Regions from separate parts of the Mus musculus genome. Here region 2 is linked to region 1. Evidence: chromatin contacts called from public HiChIP or PLAC-seq data. All regions are on one chromosome and are shown on one strand. The core of a region is the stretch at or near the end of the contact, and the rest is flanking DNA. Distances in the headings are between cores, read along the strand shown.

Region 1 (6,236 bases), core at 2,771-5,270:
TCCTAACAAGCAATCCTATCTCTGTGGTCACATTTACTGTTCCCTGACAAAAACAAAGACCAATTTTAAAGGACAGAGGACAAAATACAACCAGGGCCATTATATTCAATGACAACAAGACAGAACACCCTGTTCACTACTGGTCCCAGAGGTGTGGCTGGGCCTCAGTCTCAGCATTGCCTGGACCCGAGTCTCTTCCATCAGTCCTGGCAAACCTAAAAGCAGAAGCCCACCCATCACAGGCACTCTCCGGTTTGTCCGACCCTGTCTGTGTCCCCTAAGAGCTTCTTCTTCAGCTGTACAAGTCTAAGCCCATAAAAGAAATAAGGGACTTAAATATGTGCTCTACATTTGAGTAAAATGTCTGCTTTGGATTCATGTAGGACCTAAAATGAGAGAGAAGGCAAAAAGCCTTCCCAGACCACACCCCCTGGGCCTGGTGAAGGACATGCCATCCCTGTTCTGGGAAAGAAATTGGTAACAGAACACACAAGTCATAACTTTCAATCTGTGTAACTGCCACAGTATGCAAGTACGGAACCTGATAAAGCCACAGAAGCCACTGTGGGACCTCTTACTCTACCTAATGAAATTGCCACAGTATAGAAGTCTAGAACCCAATGCCACAAAAGCCACAGAAGCCACGGAAGCCATGAAAGCCACGGAGGCCACGCTGGGATCTCTCACGCTAACGAATATTAGTGCTCACACTTCCTCCTCCTTCAGGGCAGTATTTTACTTTCCACCCACCTCACGTTAGACAGTGTATCCTCCTTCAGGGCAGTATTTTTACTTTCCACCCACCTCACGTTAGACAGTGTATCCTCCTTCAGGGCAGTATTTTTATTTTCCACCCACCTCGCGTTAGACAGTGTATCCTCCTTCAGGGCAGTATTTTTACTTTCCACCCACCTCGCGTTAGACAGTGTATCCTCCTTCAGGGCAGTATTTTTACTTTCCACCCACCTCACGTTAGACAGTGTATCCTCCTTCAGGGCAGTATTTTACTTTCCACCCACCTCACGTTAGACAGTGTATCCTCCTTCAGGGCAGTATTTTTACTTTCCACCCACCTCACGTTAGACAGTGTATCCTCCTTCAGGGCAGTATTTTTACTTTCCACCCACCTCACGTTAGACAGTGTATCCTCCTTCAGGGCAGTATTTTACTTTCCACCCACCTCGCGTTAGACAGTGTATCCTCCTTCAGGGCAGTATTTTTATTTTCCACCCACCTCACGTTAGACAGTGTATCCTCCTTCAGGGCAGTATTTTATTTTCCACCCACCTCACGTTAGACAGTGTATCCTCCTTCAGGGCAGTATTTTACTTTCCACCCACCTCACGTTAGACAGTGTATCCTCCTTCAGGGCAGTATTTTTACTTTCCACCCACCTCACGTTAGACAGTGTATCCTCCTTCAGGGCAGTATTTTTACTTTCCACCCACCTCACGTTAGACAGTGTATCCTCCTTCAGGGCAGTATTTTACTTTCCACCCACCTCACGTTAGACAGTGTATCCTCCTTCAGGGCAGTATTTTACTTTCCACCCACCTCACGTTAGACAGTGTATCCTCCTTCAGGGCAGTATTTTACTTTCCACCCACCTCGCGTTAGACAGTGTATCCTCCTTCAGGGCAGTATTTTACTTTCCACCCACCTCACGTTAGACAGTGTATCCTCCTTCAGGGCAGTATTTTTACTTTCCACCCACCTCGCGTTAGACAGTGTATCCTCCTTCAGGGCAGTATTTTACTTTCCACCCACCTCGCGTTAGACAGTGTGTACTGTTTTGCAACAGAGGCTTTCTTGTCATTTCCAAAGCTAACATCCACAAACAAGGGAGTTTCTTGTCTCAGAATGTCCCTCAGAAATCACCACAACAATGGTGATCAAGAGAGCTGTCACTGAATTACAAGTGGCCACAGACGAAAGCCAGGAACTGAAGTCAGATCACCCCTGGCCAAAGGGGTCACTCGATGAGGTCACCGCATCATCTCAGGTCAGAATCAAAACCATCCAGGTCATAGTCTGGGCCCTTCATTTTCTCCAAGAATCTTGGAAATAGCTCATTATTTTTGTTCTACCACAGAGTTCTGGTTAGCAAATAAGGCCTCATAATAGTGTCATCTGGAATCTCTATGTGCCCTGGCCCTGAAGATGTAATGAGACTGGCAAGATCGCCCCAAGCGCCATATTCAACAGAAGCATAAGTCAGTGAGGCACGAGCAGTACTTTGGGTGAGGCTACGTTCACCTCCTCCAACAGGACTGCTCAAGTTTGCAGTCCATGCTTGCTACACCTCAAGTAATCTAGACACGGAATGTCAGTGCTCTCCCATTTATACACAGACACACAGACACACACAGACACACGCACACACATACACACGCACACACGTCATTCAAAAAGCAAGTGTGAGTAAAATTTAGACTTACTAATAAATGTTAAGTCAAAAACCCAGGTGGCAATGCATAGTGAGAACTGAAAACCTCACAGACAGCCCAGCCTAGGACAGTGCTTCTCAGCCTTCCTAATGCTGTGACCCTTTAACAGTTCCTAGTGTTGTGCTGACCCCCCAACCACACAATTAGTTCTGTTGCCACTTCACAGCTGTAATTTTGCTACTGTTATGAATCGTAATGTAAATATCTGATATACAGGTGGTCTTAGTGACCCCTGTGACAAGACTGCTCAAGCCACCACAGGTTGAGAACCACTGATCTAGGATTGCCTCCCTGGTTCATCAGGACCCTGGGCAGTGTTTCACCATTTCCCTACACTCGATCAGTGCCCCCCAGAGACTGATCCTCTCTGTTGGTCTGAAAACTGGCTGGCCAGGCCTAAGAACACTGGTATCTTCTCCTCCATACCTGCCTAGAGTTGAACAGGCATCTTTACTCCTCATGGATAAGATAATTCACCTCTACCTGTGGCTTGGGTTCACCCACACAAACTTTGAATATTTCTCATCACAGTATAGCCCCAGACAAGGCATACAATCTCCAGTGGGAAAAGTCTAGCATCCACTCTAAATGTATACAACCTTTAATTTTTCTTTGTCTGCTAGGCTCTGAAAGACCTTTCTGGGGCAGCCTTGGTACTCTAAGGTCACCCACTGCTAGGTATCTATCTTCTGTCTACACAGCCTGTTTCCATAGGGCTCAACTTGACCCTTGGACTCTCAATTGTACACAGCAACTAAAGACCATCTAACACAGCTTTCTCATTTTAAAAAGCCCAGTGAGCTGGCACCCCCAAAGCCAGAGAGCATGAGTAAGTAGCAAGCTGAATCCGCAAGACCCCATCTCTCCCAGGACAGTGGTACTTATGGTGCTTCTGCATCCGCTGTTCTGTGCTCAGGCTCACAGTGATGCACAATGAAGCGGCACACAGGGCTCCATGCTGACGTTCATGTGAGTGCTGGTTTCTGCCTCCATGCAGAGAAGGCCAGGTCTTCTCGTTCACAGACAGCAATAACTCCCCAGGGAGTATCAACAGCTACGTTTCACAGTGTCCTTCATACTAAGGTGCATAAGACAGAATGAATAATCTCTCTCTTTTCTGAGGACACCATTCCAGGGAGCAGAGGGACACGAAGCATATAAAAGAGAAATGGAGAAAATGAAAAGGAATTAGATTAACCTCCTAGAAGGCAGAAAAAAAAAAAAAAAAAAAAACAGAGAGTGAGGCGTGGTCAATCCAGAGAGGTTCCACCCAGACCTCCAACCGACAGGGGAACAAATTAAATGTGCATGAACGTTCTCGGCTCACTGCCCAGACTTCCGCAGAACTTTCAAAAAGAACGTGTGATGTGGGACATGCTCAGTTACTGTCCATTTCCCCCAGTGGAAATTTACCTTAATAATTTGTTAGCAGGGGAAATAGTAGAAGTGCAGTCAACACGATCCCTTCCTAAACCTATGCTGGAAAGATCAACTCCTCAGCCCTCCCCTGCGCATTCCGACTCCACAACCCAACTCACAGAGTAGCTGCCACTTATCTGCTTTCTCCAGCAGCTCCTACGTGACTCACGAGGGATGGCCCCTCTGCAAGTATGCCTGCAAGCCCTGGCTCTGCACAGTACCCTAGCAGGCAGAGGGTGCTGGGAGCAAGCAAGTCAGGTTGGCCTGAGAACTGACCCACTAGGTCAGAGGAAGCACCTCAAGATACGACAGAGTGGATAAGGACACAGCCAAATGGACAGGGGACATAAGAGATTCTGGGAAAACAGAACTTGGCTATTTCTCTATACTCAGAAATGTTCTGTAAGTTCTGTATGTGCTCCATACATTCTAGAGTAATGTCCAGCAGCTCTGGGGACGATGAATCCCTTCAGCTGCTTCTGCCATAGCTCTTTATAACCAGCAGCAAGGTCCTCGCCCTTCTCAGCTCAGCAGCAAGGTCCTAGCCCTTCTCAGCTCAGTTTACTGCAGGCTTTGGTTTTCTTCAAGGAAACATGATGCCCTTCTACTTGAAGAAGTCTCCAGTTACTCCTGAGCACAGGGAGGGAGCAGGGGGCTCCTCCTCCTTACTGTGACTAGAAGGAGCATCAGCACACACCAAAGGGGCCTCCTCTTCTGCCATCAGCAACTCCTGTTTATGTTGATGGAAGCCAGAGCTGCTAAGCTGCAAGTGAAGCCAGGGTGCACTGTTCTCTGGGACCACAAGTTATACACCGCTCCTCCCAGGAACACAAAGGCTGCACCAGATCTGTCAGAGAAACTATAACTCATCTAATTAAATAATATGAAAGCAGAGGCCTAGCCTGGTAGCTTTCTGATTAGCTGCCAGGCTGATTCAAGCAAGGTGTTCCAGAGGGAATGCTCTTGGATTTCAGATGCAAAATTTTCATTGAATTCAGACAAACACACATCCATGCACACACACACACATGCACCATCTGTATATACATATATGCATATATACTCACATACACTCACACAATACATATATACACACCATATACATATATGTACAAACATATATACATACATTACACAGACATATATACCCATGAATATACATTCATACAACACATACAAATGCACACACCATCCCACACACACATATATATACACATATGTACAAATATAATCATGCACACATATATATGTGTATATATACATATGTGTGTATATATATACGTATGTATACACACACATATAAACATATGTGCACATATACACTATACGCATATACCTGTACTCATACAACATACATATATACTCAAACACACATACCACACACATATATTCATACATATATGTGCACACACATACACACTCGTGCACACACACAACTCACTGTGCTTGTATTGCCTTTTCCAAGATGACAGGGACGTGTGCAAGTATCTAATGAACTGAGCTTATCCATCACAGAGGGATCCCTTCCCTTCATTCTAGTTTGTTTCAACTGAGGGATTTAAATTTGTCATAAAGCATTTTAGACCCTCCCCTTCCCCCTTCCCACCAAACGTCAGGAAACCACCAGCACAAAGGCAGTGCTTTTGGCACAGACATGTTTTTTATCTTGAGCAACCCTACAGAGTCACTTGCTTCTCTCTTATCTGTCTTACAAGGCAGCAGCCATCAGCAGGCCAACCTCAGCTGAGCTCAGCTGTCGCAGCACAAGGTCAGTTTCTACCTCCAATTACAATGGGGAAGCCTTGATATACATCAGGATACAATTAACCCAGAAAGGGGTTACATCCCAGAAACACGATCCCAACTGGTGGACCTCAGAGGAGCTTCAAACGGTCTGTGAAACCCCACAAACTTGACAACACAGAGCTAGGATCCCACCTGGTTGGCCTCAGTGGGGCTTCAAAGGGCCCGCAAATCCCTACAAGCGCCACATAAAACTATGTCATATAAGTTGTGCATTATGCTGGCCACTGTATATAAACAATAACAAGGAAAAGTCAGTGAGGTGACTCAAGGGGTAGAGACACTTGCCACCAGGCCTGATGACCTGAGTTTGATCTCTGAGACCGGCATGGTGGCAGGAGAGAGCTGACTCCCACAAGTTTGTCCTCTGACCCCTAAGAAGCACACAAACATCTTCACACTAAACTAATTAGATTACTAATTAAAGAATAACAAAGATAACCAAAAGCAAAATTTTTCCAAGGGAAAAAAAAAAAAAGCAACCATGTGTCTCTAGAGAGCAGACACGAGTCACGGCTCTCCAGAGAGCAGTGGTTGGGAACGCTGGACAGGGCTCTCCAGAGAGTG
Region 2 (6,236 bases), core at 2,261-4,760, 140 kb after region 1:
CAGATTTCTGAGTTCGAGGCCAGCCTGGTCTATAAAGTGAGTTCCAGGACAGCCAAGGCTACAAAGAGAAACCCTGTCTCAAAAAGCAAAACAAAACAAAACAAAACAAAACAAACAAAACAAACAAAACAAAAACGTTCTTTTGGCTTGCCCACAGCCCAATCTTATGGAGACATTTTCCCGATAGTCTCCCTCCTCTCTGATGTCTCTAGCTTGTGTAAAGTTGACTTAAAACCAGCCAGCCACCATTGCTCTCCCGTTACAACGCAGCTCTTGCTGGGCATCAGCAACGCAGTGCTCACAGGGTGAGGTGGAGGCTCTAAGGGGTGAAGTTCTCACTCTATCCTGGGAGTTGCATACTGGGCAAAGATGAGATTCTGTGATACCCTCCCTCTTTCTCCAAGTCTGTCCTAGAATGCAGCGTGCATTTTCAAGACAGTATGGCCTGTCTTTTTGCCATTTGTCCTGTGCCTAAGAATTTCAATTATTCCTGTATGTATCAATTTCTTTTCTCATCACTGGGAGTAAATACCTGAGGAAAAGCAGAGGGGGGGGAGGATTTATTTTGGCTCACAGTTGGAAGGTTTCACAGCCCATCATGGCAGGAAGGGCGTGGAAGGGTGAGTGGCGGGCACCTGCTCTTGTTCTATCTGTAGTCAGGAAGCAGAGACAGAATGGAGCCGGGCCGACCCAGTGCATTAATTCCTCTGGCCAGGTTCTACCTCTTTAGGGTTCCAGGACTTTCCCGAACTGCACCAATGGTTGGCGTTAAAACAGGAGGCTGTGGGAGACACTTCACTTTCAAACCACACCACCAGGCTAGAGTTTGCAAATGTCTCCTCCACACCAGGCCTCTATTTCATCATGGTTTCCACTTCTTACAATGTTGACTTTGGATCTTGATAAGTGTTGTTTTAATTTAGATCAATGCGCAGCTCTTGACCAAGACTCAGCTCCTCTTTTCCCAGCCACTGGATATTTTAATTTGAGTATCATATTTGCAGTTCCCCAAAAATATGCTTTATGCTCCTCTTATGTATCTCCCTCATTGTTTGTTGGTTGACTGTTTGCTTTTAGATTACCAGCTGTACTCGGCAGTCATGTTTCAGAATCTGTTCCAAGAGCATGTCTGTGTCTCCTGTCTCCTCTGGGTACCAGAAACTCATATAAACCCTATGAGGTAATACTATCATTACTCCATTCAGGTGAGGAAGCTGAGCATGGATCTAACATGCCCATACATCTCCACAGCTCTATTGTTTGATTGGCTTCTCTTCACTGTATTGTGTATTTCCTGTGCTTCTTATAAGAAGATAAACTTAGCAGATGTTAGGGAATCTACCACAAGTCCTCTCACCAAGAGCCATTAGCGGAATATTTCCTCACATGATCCTTAAGTGTTTTCTTGGAGGATGCCTCCTGTGCTAGACTAAACTATGCATCCTGGAAAAGTAGGCCATTGAATGAGCGAGGCTCAGTGAAGGGCGTGGGGTGCCCAGGAAGATGGTAGAAAACATTTGCAGCAGGGACCTTAGCCCTGGCACCTTATACAGAGACAGGACAGTGATGCACCAGTCTGCATGAAGGGAGGCTGATTTGTGTCATCACCAGCATGGCTGGAACAGAGAGCCTGTGTGAGAAGAGATGAGACATGAGCAATCCTGACCTGGGTGTCAGGAGAGAGGAGAGAGCATCTCACTAACTGCGGCAAATTCCTCCTGAGTCACACTGGTGCAGAAAGAAAAGCTCTTTGCCCTGAACTGTGTACTGTCTTATAAAAGTAGAGAGGTCACAGTAATACTGACTCATCACTACATCTTTTTGTTTTATTAGGTATTTTCTTTATTTACATTTTAAATGTTATCCCCTTTCCTAGTTTCCCCTCCAAAAATCTCCTATCCCCTCTCCCTTCTCCCTGCTCCCCAACCAACCCACTCCCATTCCTGGCCCTGGCATTCCCCTGTACTGGGGCATAGAACCGTCACATGACCTAGGGCTTCTCGTCCCATCGATGACCAACTAGGCCATCCTCTGCTACATATGCAGCTAGAGCCATCCTAAGTGAGGTAACACAATCACAAAAGAACACACATGATATGCACTCACTGATAAGTGGATATTAGCCCAGAAGCTCAGAATCCTACTTAGAAGGGGGAACTAAATACCCATGGAAGGAGTTACAGAGACAAAGTTCAGAGCAGAAACTGAAGGAACGACCATCCAGAGACTGCCCCACTTGGGGATCCATCCCATAAACAACCACCAAACCCAGACATTATGGCAGATGCCAACAAGAGCCTGCTGACAGGAGAGTGATAGAGCTGTCTCCTGAGGTCCTCTGCCAGTGCCTGGCGAATATAGAAGTGGATGCTCACAGTCATCCATTGGACTGAGCACAGGGTCTCCAATGAAAGAGCTAGAGAAAGTACCCAGGGAGGTGAAGGGGTTTGAAGCCCCATAGGAGGAACACCAATATGAACTAACCAGTACTCCCAGAGCTCCTTGGGACTAAACCACCAATCAAAGAAAACACATGGTGGGACTTGTGGCTCATCACTACATCTTAAGGGCCTTGTTTATTGCACCTTTGCTAAGAATACACAGTGTAGGGCTGGTGAGATGGCTCAGTGGGTAAGAGCACCCGACTGCTCTTCCGAAGGTCTGGAGTTCAAATCCCAGCAACCACATGGTAGCTCACAACCATCTGTAACAAGATCTGACGCCCTCTTCTGGAGTGTCTGAAGACAGCTACAGTGTACTTACATATAATAAATAAATAAATCTTTAAAAAAAAAAAGAGGGCTGGTGAGATGGCTCAGTGGGTAAGAGCACCCGACTGCTCTTCCGAAGGTCCAGAGTTCGAATCCCAGCAACCACATGGTGGCTCACAACCATCCGTAACAAGATCTGACTCCCTCTTCTGGTGTGTCTGAAGACAGCTACAGTGTACTTACATATAATGATAAAATAAATAAAATTTAAAAAAAAAAAAAAAAAAAAGAATACACAGTGTAGAGTTGAGGGGAAGAGAAGATTTGAGCCCTAGAGAAGGATGGACGAGAGACGACAAATGTCAGTCAGCTACCCATCAGACAAGTGAGACAGTTACTGTGACAGATGCCTGGGATGGAGCAACTTAAAAAGCCGAGCTGTTCCTGCTCTTGCAGGTGTGGCTGCTGTGTCACATGGATGTCAGTAGGTGGCAGAGGGGAGAGAGGCTATGTCTATGCTGAGTGTTCTGACCTTCAGACATCTGAAGGATTAGTAGCCTAACATTTCCTGAAAAAAAGTGAGCCTGAGACCACCACCAGTCTGTCACCACAGGGCCTGGACAGGGAACTAGGTTGAGATGACTACCAAGACAGTGCCAGGTAGGCCTGGACAGGCTCCCAGGACAGGAAGCAAGCCAAAGGCGGGAAGAAGCCAACCTGGGACAGCAGGCCCCAGGCAGGAGTGAGCCCAAGACAAATGGCCGCACAGGTGGGCCGGTAGAGGAGCTGGCCTGAGATGAACACTAATCTGTCGCCCTCCAGGCCTAGAGGGTGGGGACAGATCATGCCCAAGATGACTCCTGCCCTGTGCCATATTGCACAAGCAGGGCATAGCACTCCTGAGACCTCTCCTGAGACGACCTCAGACCCTGAGCCACCCGGGCACCACTAAGAGGAGCAAGCGAGTCGTGGAGAAATGAAAGAGAAGGAGAAGCAGAAGGAAGTGGGCACAGTGGAGAGAGAGGTAGTGAGGAACAGCCTGCTGTGAGTACCCAGTGCTGCTACCTTGGACCATGGTGGCCTGTGCTGCCACCAGGTGGTCACATCTGGGTCTGTGGCCCTTCAGCAGCAGGGGTCTGTTACTGCCAAAGGGCTGTACAGAACTGGTCCTACCCTTCACCTGGGCATTGAGAGGAGCTGGTCTTAGAGGCACAAGAGTGGGAAAGCTGATTCTGCCCATAGCCAGCCACAGCACTCTGGAGAGTCGGCCCTGCACATTGTGGGAGTTGCAGGTTAGCTGGTCCTGAGGATGCAAGCTTGGGAGAAATGGCCCTACCACTAGTCTCCCTGTGGCTTGGATGAGAGAGGGGGCAGGGGAGGGGGGGGGTCACCCCCTTCTGCGGCAGGCAGGAAAGCTGACCTTGACAGAATCATGAGAGCAGGAGAAGGGCCTTTCCCTTTACCTGCTGCAGTACTTGGAAGAGCAGGCCCTGCACCTTATCTGGGCAGCACAATGGAGCTGGTCATAGATATGAGGGTTATGGGTGAGCCAACCAGGAGGGTGTGAGCGTGGGAGAGCTGACCTGCCTCTTGTCTGATATGCTGAAGTGTCCCTCACCCTCAACCCTGCCACTTAGAATGGCAGGAGGGAGACTTGGTACTGGGGTCATGAGAGTAGCAGGGACAGTCCTGCCCCCCCCCCCCCAACTGCTGCAGCAATGTGGAAAGCAGGCCCTGCATCTCACCTAGGAGGCAGTAGTGGAGCTGAGCCTGATACGGGGCTTGCAGATGAGCAGGCCCCAAGGATGTGAGCACAAGAGAGTTGGTTCTGCCTGTGGTCTGCTGGGCAGTGGTGACACAGACAGTGAGAGACACCCTCCTCCCCTCACTCACCTTTGGGGCAGGCAGGTGAGCTGGCCCCAGGGCATGCACGAGGGCGGGAGAGCCAGTGGGCTGACCATCTCTGACACTTTCAGGCCTGGATTCAGGCCTTTGAATTGGCCCACCCCGACATCTACCCCATTGCTGGAGTCCTACAGATCCAAAACTACAGGATCTTCATGACAAAGGGCAACAGCGGGATGTCTGAGAGGAGCCCCAGTGAGGATCCAGTACTGATGGTGTAGCAGAAGCCAGAGGCCTCCATCCAGACCAGTGACTCACTGCAGTGAGCGTTTGCAAGCAAACACTGTGGGACACAGAGTGCACACCGCAGCTTCCACAAGATTTTATTTTTCTCTATGGCAGGGAGGTTGCAAGGGTGACAGGCAGGTAAAAGGGGAGATGAGAGGGGTTGGGGAGTATGATGTGAAGTCCACAAAGAACCGATAAAAGGTTTGAAAAATCTTTTTAAAAAAAAAAGTGAAAAGATTTATTTTGCTTCATGGTTTCAGCCTCTGGTTCCTCGGTCCTGTTGCCTTCGGGATTCACCATGAGAGAGAGAAAAAAATGCTCACTCCACGGCAGCTGCATAGAGAAGGAAGCAAGGAACACTCACGCAATGACTATCCTCACTAGAACCAAAAGTCACCCAAAGGTCACCGCCCTCTGGTGTCACTGAAAGCTGGGGACCAAGCCTTTACCACATGGGTATTCTGGGACAGTCATCCAAGCCACAGCAAAACCCAATGGCAGGAGCAGGGTTCTGTATACATAAAGAGTTCTCCATGAAAAGTCTCAAGTCTTACCTGAGAGAGGAGTCTGGGGGAGTCTTTGGGATAAAGCTCGGAAGGACACTGCCTGCCTAGAGAGCTGTGTTTCATGCACACATTAGAGCGCACAGCTCATTAACGCACCAGGCCTTGCTTTACTACCATTTTCCAACATCCAAGAAAAACAATCCAGGCATCTGAGTCGCCAAGAAGCATCTTATTCCTATCACCTACAAGGAAATGCACCGAGATTGCCTGTCTTTCCTGACTGCTTCTGGTCTCCCTCAGCTTTTCAGGGAAGCACTTTTAAAGGTGTTTCAAGGACAAACAAGCTCAAATCTGATTATTATTTCTTTTGACAATGCTTATTAAAAACTAGAGAGACAGAGACCCTGTCTATTTCTCATTTCGGCCGACCTTGTCATTTTCTAACGACATCAGCAAGAATAAAGCGTTATCTGTGCCAAAGGTAACATTATCTTTGCAAGAGGATATATTGGAGAAATCTCTTGTCTGGTAACTTACACTTTTTTATCATTATGCTGAGAAGCCAAGGGAAAGAGTAAAGATTAATGTTGGTCAAATATAGTTTCCTTTCAAGTCTACCTTGGCATCTACACTACTGAGATTTCTAAGGCATCTTCAGTACTGAGATTTCTAAGACAAAGGCTTATATTAATAAGCTAATAGTAATTTTGTCTTGTCCTATTTTGTGTGTGCTTGTGTTTGAAGGTACACTAGTGCGTGCCGGCCAGAAGTCAGAGTCAGGTGTCTCTCTTAATCACTCTGCATCTTATTATTTGAGACAGGTTCTTTCCCTGAACCTTCAGGACAGGAATTCAGCCAGAGCAAGTCCTGGCTATCCCCCTGTCTC

Evidence for each region. HiChIP or PLAC-seq counts read pairs in DNA pulled down with a chosen protein or histone mark.
Region 2: an H3K4me3 HiChIP or PLAC-seq map of fetal liver shows a contact between it and region 1, with 4 times the contacts expected there. The contact joins two enhancer-like sites. A contact is called at or near these places in 9 of 39 promoter capture datasets (the 3T3-L1 cell line, the C10 cell line, cranial neural crest and 6 more), 2 of 484 Hi-C or Micro-C datasets (the G1E-ER4 cell line and erythroblasts), 4 of 115 datasets of contacts at active chromatin or transcription factors (T-cell acute lymphoblastic leukemia, embryonic stem cells, fetal liver and 1 more) and 2 of 9 other capture datasets (adipose tissue and embryonic stem cells).

The regions. Positions count from the first base shown.
Region 1 is chr3:153,686,176-153,692,411 of GRCm38.p6, forward strand. The region is part of intron 1 of St6galnac3 (ST6 (alpha-N-acetyl-neuraminyl-2,3-beta-galactosyl-1,3)-N-acetylgalactosaminide alpha-2,6-sialyltransferase 3); the gene reads right to left. Among named protein-coding and RNA genes, the nearest start is that of St6galnac3, 36 kb to the right of the region's middle. Within about 2 kb of position 4,021, at least 61 of the 459 cell types and tissues checked have an H3K27ac peak or open chromatin away from gene starts, as enhancers often do. A contact at or near this core is called in the G1E-ER4 cell line, erythroblasts and fetal liver, where this site is marked.
Region 2 is chr3:153,828,016-153,834,251 of GRCm38.p6, forward strand. It overlaps the pseudogene Gm25757. Among named protein-coding and RNA genes, the nearest start is that of Asb17, 13 kb to the right of the region's middle. Within about 2 kb of position 3,511, at least 34 of the 459 cell types and tissues checked have an H3K27ac peak or open chromatin away from gene starts, as enhancers often do. A contact at or near this core is called in the G1E-ER4 cell line, erythroblasts and fetal liver, where this site is marked.